Linked DNA regions of Mus musculus: regions 1 and 2 are each linked to region 3. Evidence: chromatin contacts called from public Hi-C and HiChIP or PLAC-seq data. All regions are on one chromosome and are shown on one strand. Each heading gives the region's core, a stretch centred on a gene start, on an enhancer-like site or on the middle of the called end of the contact. The rest is flanking DNA. Distances are from core to core; before and after follow the strand shown.

Region 1 (4,098 bases), core at 799-3,298, 170 kb after region 3:
TTTCTTAGTGGGCCAGTTTTCACTTCGCTGAGCAGAAGTTTCCAGTAAGCAGGAAATACATAGATGAATTTGCTGTCATAAGTGGAGAGGGCAGAGTTCTTTCTCTGCAGGTGCCTTCTGGATAACGTCTGGATATCCCACCTGTGACAGTAGTGATGGAGATGCAGGAAGTCATCTGTCTGAACAGTGATCCAGAGAGAGAAGAACAGGCCTGGTGGGCACTGGTGAGCTGTGGTGGAGCTGAGAGGATGCTGGGAAAATGGTGAGCTATGGTTTGGGTATGGTTTAAGGATATCTGTCAGATTACCTGGCTGGAAGCATGCTCTCTACCTCAGCTAGGTGATGGCCTCTTTCAGAGGCGGGGCCTAATGGGAGATGGGCTCTTTAAGGGGAGGGGCCTAGTGGGAGGTGGGCTCTTTGAGGGGCGGGGCCTAACGGGAGGCAGTTAGGTCAGGGGCTCTGCCCACTGCAGAGGTCCACTAGGGTTTCTCAGGACCCTGGTTAGTTCCCGCAAGAGAGGTGGCTGGGAAGCCATGAACCTGCCCTTGAGTCTTTCTGGCCTCCTCTCCTGCCAGGTGCCTTCTCCCAGTCCCTTGGCTCCCACCATGCTGCCTTGCTATGTTCCGATGCAGCCAGGCCCCACTCCAGACGCTGGCACCACGCTCTAAAGTCTCCAGACTGTGAATTAGAGAATCCTCTTTTCTTCATAACACACCACCAACTAGGCATCTTGTTACAGCCACAGAAATCAGACCGAGATACGGCGGGCGGGCGGGCGGGCGGGCGCTCCGGTGTCGCGCTGGGCTTGGCAGCCATATGCACTCCCTGCCCAGCTCCCAGAGTAAAAGCCTGCGATCTCCCCACAGCTCGTGGATGTCTGCCCTGGCACACAAAGTCGGCTGCGGCTGGGAACCGGCACGGAGCTTTAAGATTCGAGGCACACATTTGTATTTATTTTAGGTTGATGAGAAGTTGAATGATGAAGGTTTAATCCTAGACTCACAGAATCATCGTGGGTGCGGGTGCCTTGTGCCCAGGAGGGATTTGGAGTGGGTACCGCAGACGCGCGGGGTGGGGGGGAAAGTCACACTACCCTCCCACATCCAACCAGCTCTCCTCACCCCCACCTTTCTCGTCTGCAGTAAGGATGGAACAGAGCCTCCTCCCCGCATGCTGTGGGGGAGGACTCTGAGATGCTGTGTGTCACAGAGCCCGACCCTGTTGTTCTTATTTTTGAGTCAGGGTCTCTCGTAGCCCAGGTTATCCTTAAATCAACTTGTAGCCGAGGATGACCTTGAACTTGTAATCCTCCTGCCTCCCGAGTGTTGGGGTGACACTCTTGGTTTGGAAGGCACTGGGATTGAACCCAGGCCTTGCACATGCTCAGCAAGCACTCTGCCAACTTAAACCACGCTCCCAGCTCCATCCACTGCTCAATTCTTAAGTTCAGAGCGAGGAGGCCCAAGAGATGATAGGTGATAGGTGAGAAAAAGTGCGGCTCAAGGCCGGATGCGGAGAAGGCTCAGCACTTCGCGCTGTTCACAGGAGGAGGGGCGGACGGAAGAGCTGGAAGCCTTGAGCCGGGCTGTCTGCAGAAGCCCTCTTCCCCTGAACCAATCTGTAATGAATGGCTTGTGGCCATGTCTCCTTGGGACAGACCTGCTAAACCTGTATGGGAAGCTGCAGTGGGCCGGGCCCGCGACAGGCTGCAGCCTCTCTCGGCCCTTTTGTCCCCCAGCTCCTGTGGGAGGGGGTTGGTGGTGCATCCCACCGTGGCCCAGCCCTTCCCTGCGGCCAGCCACCCTTGGCTGTCTAGGCTGTCATTTGTGGCTACTGACGGTTGTTCCGGGTGTGGTGTCCTGCCAAAGGGGTGTCGGGGGAGTCTCTGAGACAAGGGGTGCAGCCAGCTCCAGGCTGAGCAGGAGGATGGATCCTGCAGCCAGGCAGCCTCCCCTCCCTGCCTGAGGCCCCTGAGGCGATGCCACGGAAGCCAGCCCGGAGTTCCGGGAGCCAGGCGTCTCTACCCTGGCTGCTGACTTTGGCAAAAAGGGAACCCTCCTCCTGCCTTAGGGAGACGGGACTTGGAGTGGGAGGAGGAGACGGAGGCAATCTAGTTACTAACGCACCGTGCAATACAGTAAATATTCTGCTGACGGTTCCGAACCTAGAAAACAATCCCCAGCCCTCCGGTAATAACAATAAAGACCATAATGCAGGAATGAGGACCTTCCGGACGCCTCTTTCTTCTTTGGTAAAATTTTATGCACATAGAAAATGAAGGCAGCTCCCTGTCCCCAATGGTTCTTCAGGACTCCCCACAACCTACCTTCCCTTCCACACCCGAGCACCAGTCTTGGGCTAGGGCACCTCCCTGTGTTTGCATGAGGTCACAACAGTCCCGGGGTTGTTACCCACCTGAGCTCTCTTCCATCCCATCCTCCAGCCTGTCTTCCAGCACCCCACATTCACACGTGGCTTCAAAAAAAAACCCGTCTGGAGTTTTCCATTAAATCTGGGAGTCGATAGGGAAGGAATGACCTGGCTACTTCAATTAAATTTTTTTCCCTTTCAAATCATGAGGTTCTATTTCCTTGGGAGGGGGTGGCGTCTTGCAGGGTGCTGTGGCATCGGAACGGAGGGCTAAGTTTGAATGTTCTCCCTCGATAGCAGATAGGGCCAGCATGGAAAATTACCCCTATCAGCCGGTGCGGAGGGGAAGGCGAGGCCTGGCCAGCATACCAAGAGCCCGCCAGCCCTTATCATAATCCCAGGAGACAGCCACCCCCCCAACCCCCATCAGTCACCTCTGCTGTTCCAGGCAAGTGTCACACCAGCTTCCCTGCTGAAGGAGCCAGATAGCACGGAGTAGGGCTGGCGCAGCGGGCATAATAAGAAGTGAAAATCGCTCCCAAGGAAAGTTTCTCAGGAATTAACTTTGGATGGGTGAAGAAGGTGACAAGGGGGTGGGTGAGCAGGAGGACCTGGGCGGGAGTCAAGAGGGTGCTCTTCAGGCTGAGGACAGAGGGCCTCGGGGACTGCATAGCTCTGGTGGGAAGTGTGTGTGTGTGTGTGTAGTATGTGTAATGTGTGGTGTGTGTGTAGTGTGTGTATGTGTAATGTGTGGTGTGCTGTGGTGTGTGTGGGGGGTATGGGTGGGGTGTGTGTGTAGTGTGTGTTGTGGTATGGTATGTGCAGTGTGTATCTGCATGTGTATGTGTATGGTATGGTATTGTGTGTGTTGATTGTGTGTGTGTCTGCATATGTATGTGGTGTGGTATTGTGTGTGTTGATTTTATGTGTATTGTGTGTGTTGTATTGTGTGTTTTGTGAGTGTGTGTGTGGTGTGTGCATGTGTGTGTGGCATGCTGTGTATATGTTGTGCATCTGTGTTGTGGTATGTGGTATGCTGTGGTGTGTGTTGTTTGTGTGTATGGTGTGTGTGTGTGTGGTATTGTATGCATGTCTGTGTGTATGTCTCTGTGGTGTGAATGTGTCTGTAAATGGAGGCTCAATGGCTGGGAAAAGCTCAGAGACCCTGAGATGCTCAAGAGGAGGTGCCCGAGTTCTTCTGTTGGGTCCTGACGTCCCAAGCAGCTGCCCAGCTTTGGCTCCCAGAGGCCTGGCTTGAGGGAGCCTCTACCCCTGCCATCTGGGGCTCGTTACCTCCCTTCTCCTGTGGTCCCCACTCCTGTGCAGAAGCCCCTTAGTCTGCCACACCCTCTAACCCACCCTCACTCTTGCCATGTGCCTATTTCAAGCTCTGGGGGCCCAGTGTGGAAGAGGGAGGACCTGATATCCTCAGAGCCAGGGCAGACCAAAGTACTTACCTACCCAGGTAAGGCACAAGGGCAGGAACAGGACAGATGGACACAGAAAGCACGGGACGTTCCAGGGAACACGAAAGCTGCCGTTTGTGGTAGCTCGAGCCGGAGGGCAGTTCATGGAGAGGATGAGGTGGGGGTGGGGGTGAGGGTGGGGGGTTACGAGTTCAAAGACAACCTAGACTTTTTCTCAAAGGGAACAGGCAACCCGCGCCTGGGTTTCAGCTGTGAGAACTTGGCTGATCTCAACCCCCAACTCCATTCTGTTTGTTTGTCT
Region 2 (4,168 bases), core at 1,595-4,094, 200 kb before region 3:
TGCTCTTATGTAACACTTCATCCCATGGCCCCTACCGGCGATATGCCTGGACCCACACATCTTGGGGGAGGGTAATGAGCCTTTTGGTCATCAGTGCAGTGGTCCAGTCAGAGCTTGCTTTCAGAAATGCAGGTGTGGGGCTGTCCCATGTTGAAACTGTGAGATCATGTAGAACGTTGCATAAGCAAAGAGAATCAGGCCAGTGAGCCCTGCAGGCAGGCCCTCCTTGCTTCCAGAAAGGCTCTGTCGTATGTTGGTGGGCTCTCCATAGCACTGAGACGGTCTGCCTGACTAGACACAGAGCCAGCTCCGTTCACTTACTCACCTGGCCCATGTCCCACTGATTGTTGTAGAAGGTGCCCACTAGTAACACTGAGGGCGGCTGGTCCTGCTCTCTGGCCGAGTACATCCGCCACAATGACATGCCCATCTACGAAGCTGCCGACAAAGCCCTGAAAACCTTCCAGGAGGAGTTCATGCCAGTGGAGACCTTCTCGGAGTTCCTCGACGCAGCAGGTCAGTGCCGGTTTCTGTTTTGTTTGGTTTGGTTTGGTTTGGTTTGGTTTTGTTTTGTTTTGTTTTGTTTTGTTTTGTTTTGTTTTGTTTTTCGAGACAGGGTTTCTCTGTATAGCCCTGGCTGTCCTGGAACTCACTCTGTAGACCAGGCTGGCCTCGAACTCAGAAATCCACCTGACTCTGCCTCCCGAGTGCTGGGATTAAAGGCGTGCGCCTGGCCAGTGCAGTTTTCTCTTGTAGAGATTCTCTGGAGCAAAGCCCAAGTCTGCCTCAGTGAACTGGCCATTATCTTCATCTTCACAGAGCAGAAGTAGGCGCACACTAACCCCCTCCAGTCATAGGAAAGGTGTCCATTCAAACAGCCCACTCATCAGCAGGAGTGGAACTTGCTTTTAGTGGCTGTGCATCTCTGGGTTCCAGGACAGCCAGGGCCACAGAGAAAAACCCTGTCTCAAAAAAAAAAAAAAAAAAAAAAGTGAAAACACCCCCAGATGAAAAAGCTAAGTTCAGCATGCCCTGTCCATTGCCTCAGCTCGACCACTGGCACGGGAGTCCAGCATTCTGGATTACTCTCTTAGCATCATTCTCTTATACTGTTAGTAGAGGCTGTGGAGGTTAAGTAAGCAGATGTGGGAGAGTAGGAACTCCTGGTTCCAACCTTTCGTCAGGGTTAACAGGAGAAAGGGCACTCCTGCCTTCCCCTGCCTCCCAGCCCTGGGCAGTAGGTGGAGAGGCATCACCCCAAGGGTGACATGGGAGCAGATGCTCCACAGCTCCCAGCCCCTCAAGTCCATGCTCTCCCATACAAACTCTTTGTGGGAGTTGGACTCTCAGATGCAGGCGCTTTAACACTCACCTGCATTTCATAGCTAAAAAGTGTTGGGAGCAGAGCATGGCCTGGGCTCAGGCTTGGGAAGATCAGCCCAGGATTAGAGATTCCAGCTCCTGGGTCCCAGAGCTGTTGTGTCACAGCCTCCACTGGCGCTGTCTTGGGGGGGGGGGGTCGGGAGACTGCACCAAAGCAGATGTAACTGGACCTGCCCAGCTTCTGTTGTCAGCCGGCTCCATGCTTCTGCACTTTCTGGTGTTCACTGTGGGAATTGTATACGGGCAAGGGAGAAATCCCCCAGGCTCTGTTGCCAAGGGAACGGTGCTGTTAACATCTCCGCTCACCTTTGTATCCTCGGGAAGGAGGCCCACCCACTAGTCGAGAGCCTGTCTGCATGTACCCTTCTGGTTTCCAAGCACTGAGCACGCTCTGCCTAAGATGGTGTCTCTGGGTCTGCCCTGCTGTCTGAGCTGCCGTAGTCTCCTTGCTCACCTCTGTTTCCTACTTTATGGCTCCTTAGTCCTCCTGACTGTGTCTTCCCAGCCTGGCTGTTGAGGCAGCTCACTGTTTCCCTCAGAGTTAGTCTTGAGCAAGAGCACAGAGCTCACCTGTGTCCTCAGCCAAGGTCTGTGCTCATCACAGATGGCAGAAATGACGACAGAAGTCAAAGCCAGTGAGAAGAGGTAGCCAGGGCGAAGGACTCACCCACCCCAGGCCTCGCCCCGCACAGGCCCTAGGCATAGAGTCTCTAGCCTCTTTTGTGAGGCTAGGCTTGCGCTTTTTTTTTAAAAATAAATCATTCCATTCGTTTACATCTCAAATGATATCCCACTTCCCAGTTACCCATCTACATCCACCCTCTCCCCACTCCCCTTTGCCTCTATGAGGGTGCTCACCCATCACTCACCCTCTCCTGCCCCACTGCTCCAGCATCCCTGTACCCTGGGGCATCAAACCTCCACAGGACCAAGGGCCTCCCTTCCCATTGCTATCAGGTAAGGCCATCCTCTGCTACATATGTATCTGGAGTCATGAAGGCCAGACTTTTAAACCTTAATTCAGACCTTTAAACTACCAGAGCACTGGGTATGCTCTATTCAGACTCAAGAACAAAACACTTTCCAGAGCCAAGAGAGACAGCCTGGCTGCATTTGTTCCTGCAGATGCTCTGAGGGATGACGTGTTCGGATGCTCAAGTTTAACTTGAGGCTTTAGTATTTGCTCTGCACTAGTGATGAGGTCAGGTGCCGGGCCAAGGACTTGATGTAGAGAGTGCACTGGGTCCTTCCACTAGGAAGGCCATCCTCAGTTAGTCCCCATGGCAGGCAGGGAGGGATCCCTGTTGTCTCTTTCTGAAAGCTGAAGCAATGGAGCCCTGAGCTCTGGCAGCTTGCTTAGGAAGCCTGTGGTGGGATCGAAGCCCAGAAGAATCAGAGGCCTCTGTCCTGCTCTGACCTTCAGCCCATAAGACCATCAGCATTTGCCTTTCTTTGACCAGTTTAAAATGACAAAGGCTGAGGATGAGGCTCTGAGTTCTGATCCCCAGAAAAGCCAGGTGCAGGTGTAACTCTAGCGCTGGGAAACTGCCTCTAGTAGGATCCCAGGCTGAGCTTGCTGGCCAACCAGTCTAGCCAGCCGGTGAGCTTTAGGTTCAGTGAGAGAACCAATCTTAGAAAAGAAGGCGAGGGCCATGGAGAAAGACCATGTTCACACACACGCACATCACCACTCTGGGGTAGGGGAGTGTGGCTCAGCTGGAAGAGTGCTTGCTTGCTTGGGATGCATGGAACACTGAGTTCTGTCCCTCCAGCACCATATATACCAGGCATAGTAGCACAGAAGTTCAAAGGAGGTTGTCAGCTACATAGTGAGTTTGAGGCCAGTCTGGGATCAGGAACAAGACAAGAAAGAAAAACTTGGGAGTTGCAGTATTTTATAGCCCCTTGAGTGACCCCTGGACAGGTGGAAATCCTCCACTCCAGGGAATTTAAAATGGTATCTGCCACACTGTCCTAGCAGCACCCACTTCTCAAGCAGAGTATTAGTCACACAGTGGTCACCTCCCCTCCATTGCTGGAATCCCATCAGAGCATGCTGGCACAGTATATCCTATTCGTGAACCAGGCTTCTGTGACTCGGTGGGGCTGGGGGCCCTGTGCTACTCCCACTCACACTGTCTTTGCTTTCCAGGTCTTCTATCAGAAATCACCGATCCAGAGAGCTTCCTAAAGGACCTGTTGAACTCAGTCCCCTGACCATCCCCATGGAAATGAGATTGAAGCTAGCTTGCATTCTCCCCTCATTCATCTCTCCGTGTGCACTCATTTCCCCCACGGATGCTGCATTAGCACCCCCTCCTCCCTCAGTTTTCTCGGAGTGGTTTGGGGTCTGTAGGCTTCCTGTTCTATCACGTGTGTGTGTGTGCTGCGCAGGCTATGAAGTTGTCTGTAGCTCAAGCCATTGAAGGACCTATACGTACCTAGGAGCTGTGAGCTGTCCCGGCCAGCTTGAGTGTGTACATCTTGAAATAAATGAATGACTTAGTACACATTGGAAAGGGGTCTAGCTGCTGCTTGCCCAGTGCTTTCCAGTGAACTCACAGCCTTGCAGTGACACACCAGGAAGACTGCTGGAGTTGAATTGTGTTCTCTGGGGTCTGATGGTTTTTTTGTCCCTAGCCAAAAGAGGGCTCAGCAGAGCAGGCCCTGGTCAGCATCTACTTCAAAGGCCTTGAAAGCATTTGACAGTCTCCTGCTGGCTGCCAGGCAGAGAGGAGAGACTTCAGGGAAGGGTGAGAATAGTGAGAATAGCTGTGTCCACTGC
Region 3 (4,031 bases), core at 885-3,384:
TAGGTGTGCCACTGTGGGTGTGGGGGCTTTAATAACCTCATCCTAGCTTCCTGGAAGTCAATATTCTGCTAGCAGCCTTCAGATAGAGATGTAGAACTCTCAGCTACTCTAGCGCCATGCCTGCTTGGACACTGCCATGTTCTCACCTTGAACATGGACGGAACCTCTGAACCTGTAAGTCAGCCCCAATCAAATGTTGTCCTTATAGGAGTTGCTTTGGTCACGGTGTCTGCTCACAGCAGTGAAACCCTAGCTGAGACAGTGGTCATGGTGACATCCAGGATGAATTTTTCCAATCCTTACTTTCCCTTCACTGAAGTGGAAACTTAAGGGTTCTTTGGAAAGTCAGTTGGATGGTGTTTGCCTGGAGCAAACACGGGAAGGAACGTTTAGCTGAAGTGGATGTAGGTGAAAGGCTAAGGCAGACTTGTGAAGGAATGTTTGGCTAAAGTAGACACAGGAGAGAGGATGTTCTGCTAAAACAAGCATGTGAAAGGACCCATGATGAAGGATTCTTTGCTAACAACACACATGTATCGGTCTGCCTTACATCGCATAGTTGAGCTGCATTTGTCAGGACTCCATAGAGGGAAACTCTTCTGGTGGTGTGCTGCAGTTTTTTGCTGCTTCTGCGGACTTGGGCTGATTGGCAGAGGGAATGTCAGCTGAGACAGACGCATGTGCTGAAGCAAGACCCATGCTGAGGCAAGACCTGTGGAGGACACAGTGATGTTTGGAGAGAGTATAAAAGGACTTGACGGATGGTGACGAAGGCTGAGCTTGGCTTGCTTCTAGAACCAGCTGTGCAATGCTTGGATCTCAAGTCTTTGCTGATCTTCACTTCCCAGAGAGAGGCACAGCCCAAAACTTTTCCTGGTGTCCCTCTTGCTGCTGACTTGTGCCAAGGCTGAGGCCTGGCTGTCTCTGCTAGGTAGTGTCACCACTGCTGATTCGTGTTTGCTATCCCGACTCTACCGAACTGGACTGTTCTGTATCCATGAAGTGTTTGCGAGTGGATCGAGCTGCTGCTGTCTGCTGATCTGAACTGCAGATCTCCAGACAGCACAGGAGGGAGTTGCTCAAAACAAAACAAAACAAAACAAAACAAAAACCACATTTCTAAACAGGTCCACTTGCCTCGCATCCTTTTTTTCCCACTACCTCTGGTGGGTGGTGGGCTACAAGGAAGGGTAAAGCATTTAAGAACCATCATTAAAAATAGGTTTGGAAAAATGAAAGTTACAGTTCACAATTTCATACATGCATACAATGTACTTTGACCCTATTCACCCCCCACTGTCATCCTATCCCTTCTCCTGATCACCCTCTTCTTCCCAGCCCGCCCCCCACTTACTCAACCAAAGGGAAGAAGGGAGCCAGGTTTGGGGGAAGGGAGAGCTTTGGGCTAGACAATTGGGTCCTGGGATAGGGCTCATCCCAGCTCCTCTCCAGACTCAGTGACCTGTCTGTCACAGGGGTGGTGTATTTGGTCACCTTCCTTGTTACTAGGGCATAATACCTGGTAAGACATGACTTAAATGGGAGAAGGCCTTATTTGGTTCATGGTTTAGTTCATGAGGTGCAGTCTATCATGGTGGGGAAGGCATGTGGGCAGAGTGAGTTGGCCGGTTGTCGGCTCTTTGCCAGCAGGTCCAGGAGAGAGGAGAGAACCCGGTCCAGCCTGGTCTGTCTGGGGCTGAGTGGGATGGCCCAGGCAGGGAGTCTTGTCAAAGAAGGACCTCACTTTACTAAACTGGGCACTTACTTATATAGAGAAGTCAATAAGGTAGGGATAGGGGTATGGGGTGAGATGACCTATGGGGTGGAGTGAGGTGATGAGGGGGTGCGAGGTGATCTCACGGGGCCTATAAGAAATTGACACATCAGTGGTAGCTAGGCAGAGGCAGTCTCATTCCGGCCGGTAGGTCATGCTGAGTCATTCTCAAAGAGGAGGAGAATGACAGGTCTCAAAAATTGAGCCAGGCTTTGGTTTGTCCTCAAGGCCCAAACCAAGGCCAAATAGGGCCCAACATGGGTCACGTGGCATCTGTAGTCAGAACCCAGTGAGAGACGGGTCCAAGGTCCCAGGCCACAGGATAATGCGGTCCACAGGATGGCGCCACCCACAGGGTAGTACCGCCCACAGGATGGCTCCGCCTACAGGGTAATACCACCCACAGGATGGCTCCGCCCATAGGGTAGTACCACCCACAGGATGGCTCCGCCCACAGGGTACTGCCACCCACAGGATGGTGCCGCCCACAGGGTGAGTCTTCCCAGGTCACTTAAATGTCTCTAGAGACCTGTCCAAAAGGATGTTTTCATTATTTCCAAACCGGTCGCGTTGATAACGAGGACAAACCATTCCAGGCTTGCTGGACCAGCCTGTCTGCAGTGTTCAGTGAGAGCCCTGAATATGGGTATCTACTTCTGTGGCCTCACATGTTCTTTGCCCCGGGGCCTCCATACTTCCAAGCCACTTCACCCAACTGCCAGCCTCGTTATCTGTGCCAGCCAGTCCTCGCCCACAGGGAGGGTGGTACTCAGCCTGAGAACGTGAAGCAGAATTAGAATTTGAGGGATGTGTTTTGAGTGAAATCCCATGATCTCTTTACCTAGTCAGCGCTGGACTTGAAACCTCAGTTTCCCCAGTTATGAACCCTGAAGGGAGGAGCTCTTCCCAGGTTGCTCTAAAGACGAAACCTATTAGAGGCCACAGGGCAGGGATGTTCCTGCAACTCCCACTGGTTCTCAGGGTCATGCCTTGGCCTCTGGGGTCCTTCAGAAATGGATCCCATTGGACCCCATGTGTTCTCTGAAGGGCAGTCCCAGAAGCTGACAGCAGATGGCGATGTTGGTCTCATTCTTGGGCCTCTCAGGTTCCCTTCTCCAGGGACTGGAGAGCTGGGACAGATGGACAGGCAGACAGACACTCGATATGCACACAAAACATGGAGACACATGGAAGAGCACAAAGCTGTTTTATATTAAAGTGTCATGCAAATGTGCAGCCTAGTTAGGTTCTAGTACCTCATGTGTTTTTACATGTCATGGGTGTCATGGCCTCTGTCAAACTTGACATGTGTGTGAGACAGAAAGCAAGAGCAGAGATGAGCACAGGGCAGCTGTGTTGGTTTGGGCACATGGGTGCCTGAGTCTGTGCCTGTGTGCATAGGAGGCTGCGGGATTGTGAGGGGATGGGTGTGTAAGGACTCTTGTGCCTCAGCCGTGTGTGGAGAGATATGTGGATGGATGCCTGTGTGTGCACATGCATGCAGCTTATGTGTGTGCATATATTTATGTTTATATTTGTGTTTCCTGTGTGTTTGTGTGCATGTACACGTGTGCGTTTATCACAACCCTTTCTTAGAGAATGACGGGAATCAAGACCAAGGGACTGAATAGGAGACTCAGCTGCTCTTGCAGAGGGCTGGGTCCAATTCTAGCGTCCACAACTGTCTGCATCTCCAGTCCAGGGGATCAAGTGACCTCTCCTGGCCTCCACAGGCTCTTACATATACATACATACATACATACATACATACAAGCAAAACAATACACACATACACAGAATGAAAATAACAGGATTTTTTAAAATCCCAAGAGGTGTAAACAACAAGGTGGCTTGAAGAACAGGGCAGTGTGAAAGTCAGGTTTGAGCTGCCATTGACCTCTGTGTAAGAGAATGGCCACTTCAGGCTGACCCAGGACCTAGATACCCCATCCAGGTTGGGCACTCACTAGAGTCTTCCAAAACCAGCAGGGGGCCGCTCTGTCACTATTGCTATGGGTGACACTAGTGCATCTGCGTGCTGTGTGTACCTAACACCCTTGGTACACAGATAGGGAAACTGAGGTTCTGTGTGGAGAGGAACTTGCTGGTGTCATAGGGACCAGAGCGTTAGTGTCCGGGGTGGAAGTCCCCACCATGAGACCCACCCTTGTCCAAGCCAGTGGAGGAACAGTGCTGAGTGAGGGTCAGCCTACCCAAGACCAGGTGAGCAGTGGCTGGCGTGTGTGAGACAGGGTGA

The links. A called contact is a pair of places that touch in the nucleus more often than the background predicts. HiChIP or PLAC-seq counts read pairs in DNA pulled down with a chosen protein or histone mark.
Region 1: a Hi-C map of muscle stem cells shows a contact between it and region 3, with 3 times the contacts expected there. The contact joins two enhancer-like sites. A contact is called at or near these places in 1 of 39 promoter capture datasets (hippocampal neurons), 8 of 15 datasets of contacts at CTCF or cohesin (the NIH/3T3 cell line, embryonic stem cells, hippocampal excitatory neurons and 3 more), 237 of 484 Hi-C or Micro-C datasets (2-cell-like embryonic stem cells, 3T3-L1-derived adipocytes, the 63-12 cell line and 120 more), 35 of 115 datasets of contacts at active chromatin or transcription factors (the 230-238 cell line, CD4 single positive thymocytes, PVALB interneurons and 19 more) and 2 of 9 other capture datasets (embryonic tail and pancreatic islet).
Region 2: a contact with region 3 is called in an H3K27ac HiChIP or PLAC-seq map of embryonic stem cells, with 4 times the contacts expected there. The contact joins two enhancer-like sites. A contact is called at or near these places in 1 of 15 datasets of contacts at CTCF or cohesin (embryonic stem cells), 9 of 484 Hi-C or Micro-C datasets (3T3-L1-derived adipocytes, brain, embryonic stem cells and 2 more), 2 of 115 datasets of contacts at active chromatin or transcription factors (embryonic stem cells and kidney) and 2 of 9 other capture datasets (embryonic stem cells and liver).

What each region holds. Positions count from the first base shown.
Region 1 is chr4:139,850,508-139,854,605 of GRCm38.p6, forward strand. It overlaps Gm46873 (a long non-coding RNA gene), which reads left to right. Exons shown (of 3, transcript XR_001784470.2): 2 at 111-262; 3 at 867-2,413. Among named protein-coding and RNA genes, the nearest start is that of Gm46873, 19 kb to the left of the region's middle. Within about 2 kb of position 2,049, at least 10 of the 459 cell types and tissues checked have an H3K27ac peak or open chromatin away from gene starts, as enhancers often do. A contact at or near this core is called in muscle stem cells, where this site is marked.
Region 2 is chr4:139,485,632-139,489,799 of GRCm38.p6, forward strand. Ubr4 (ubiquitin protein ligase E3 component n-recognin 4) reads left to right here. Exons shown (of 106, transcript NM_001160319.1): 105 at 354-516; 106 at 3,536-3,902. The coding sequence ends at 3,600. Among named protein-coding and RNA genes, the nearest start is that of n-TVaac1, 57 kb to the left of the region's middle. Within about 2 kb of position 2,845, at least 20 of the 459 cell types and tissues checked have an H3K27ac peak or open chromatin away from gene starts, as enhancers often do. A contact at or near this core is called in embryonic stem cells, where this site is marked.
Region 3 is chr4:139,681,972-139,686,002 of GRCm38.p6, forward strand. No RefSeq gene overlaps it. Among named protein-coding and RNA genes, the nearest start is that of Tas1r2, 30 kb to the left of the region's middle. Within about 2 kb of position 2,135, at least 15 of the 459 cell types and tissues checked have an H3K27ac peak or open chromatin away from gene starts, as enhancers often do. A contact at or near this core is called in embryonic stem cells and muscle stem cells, where this site is marked.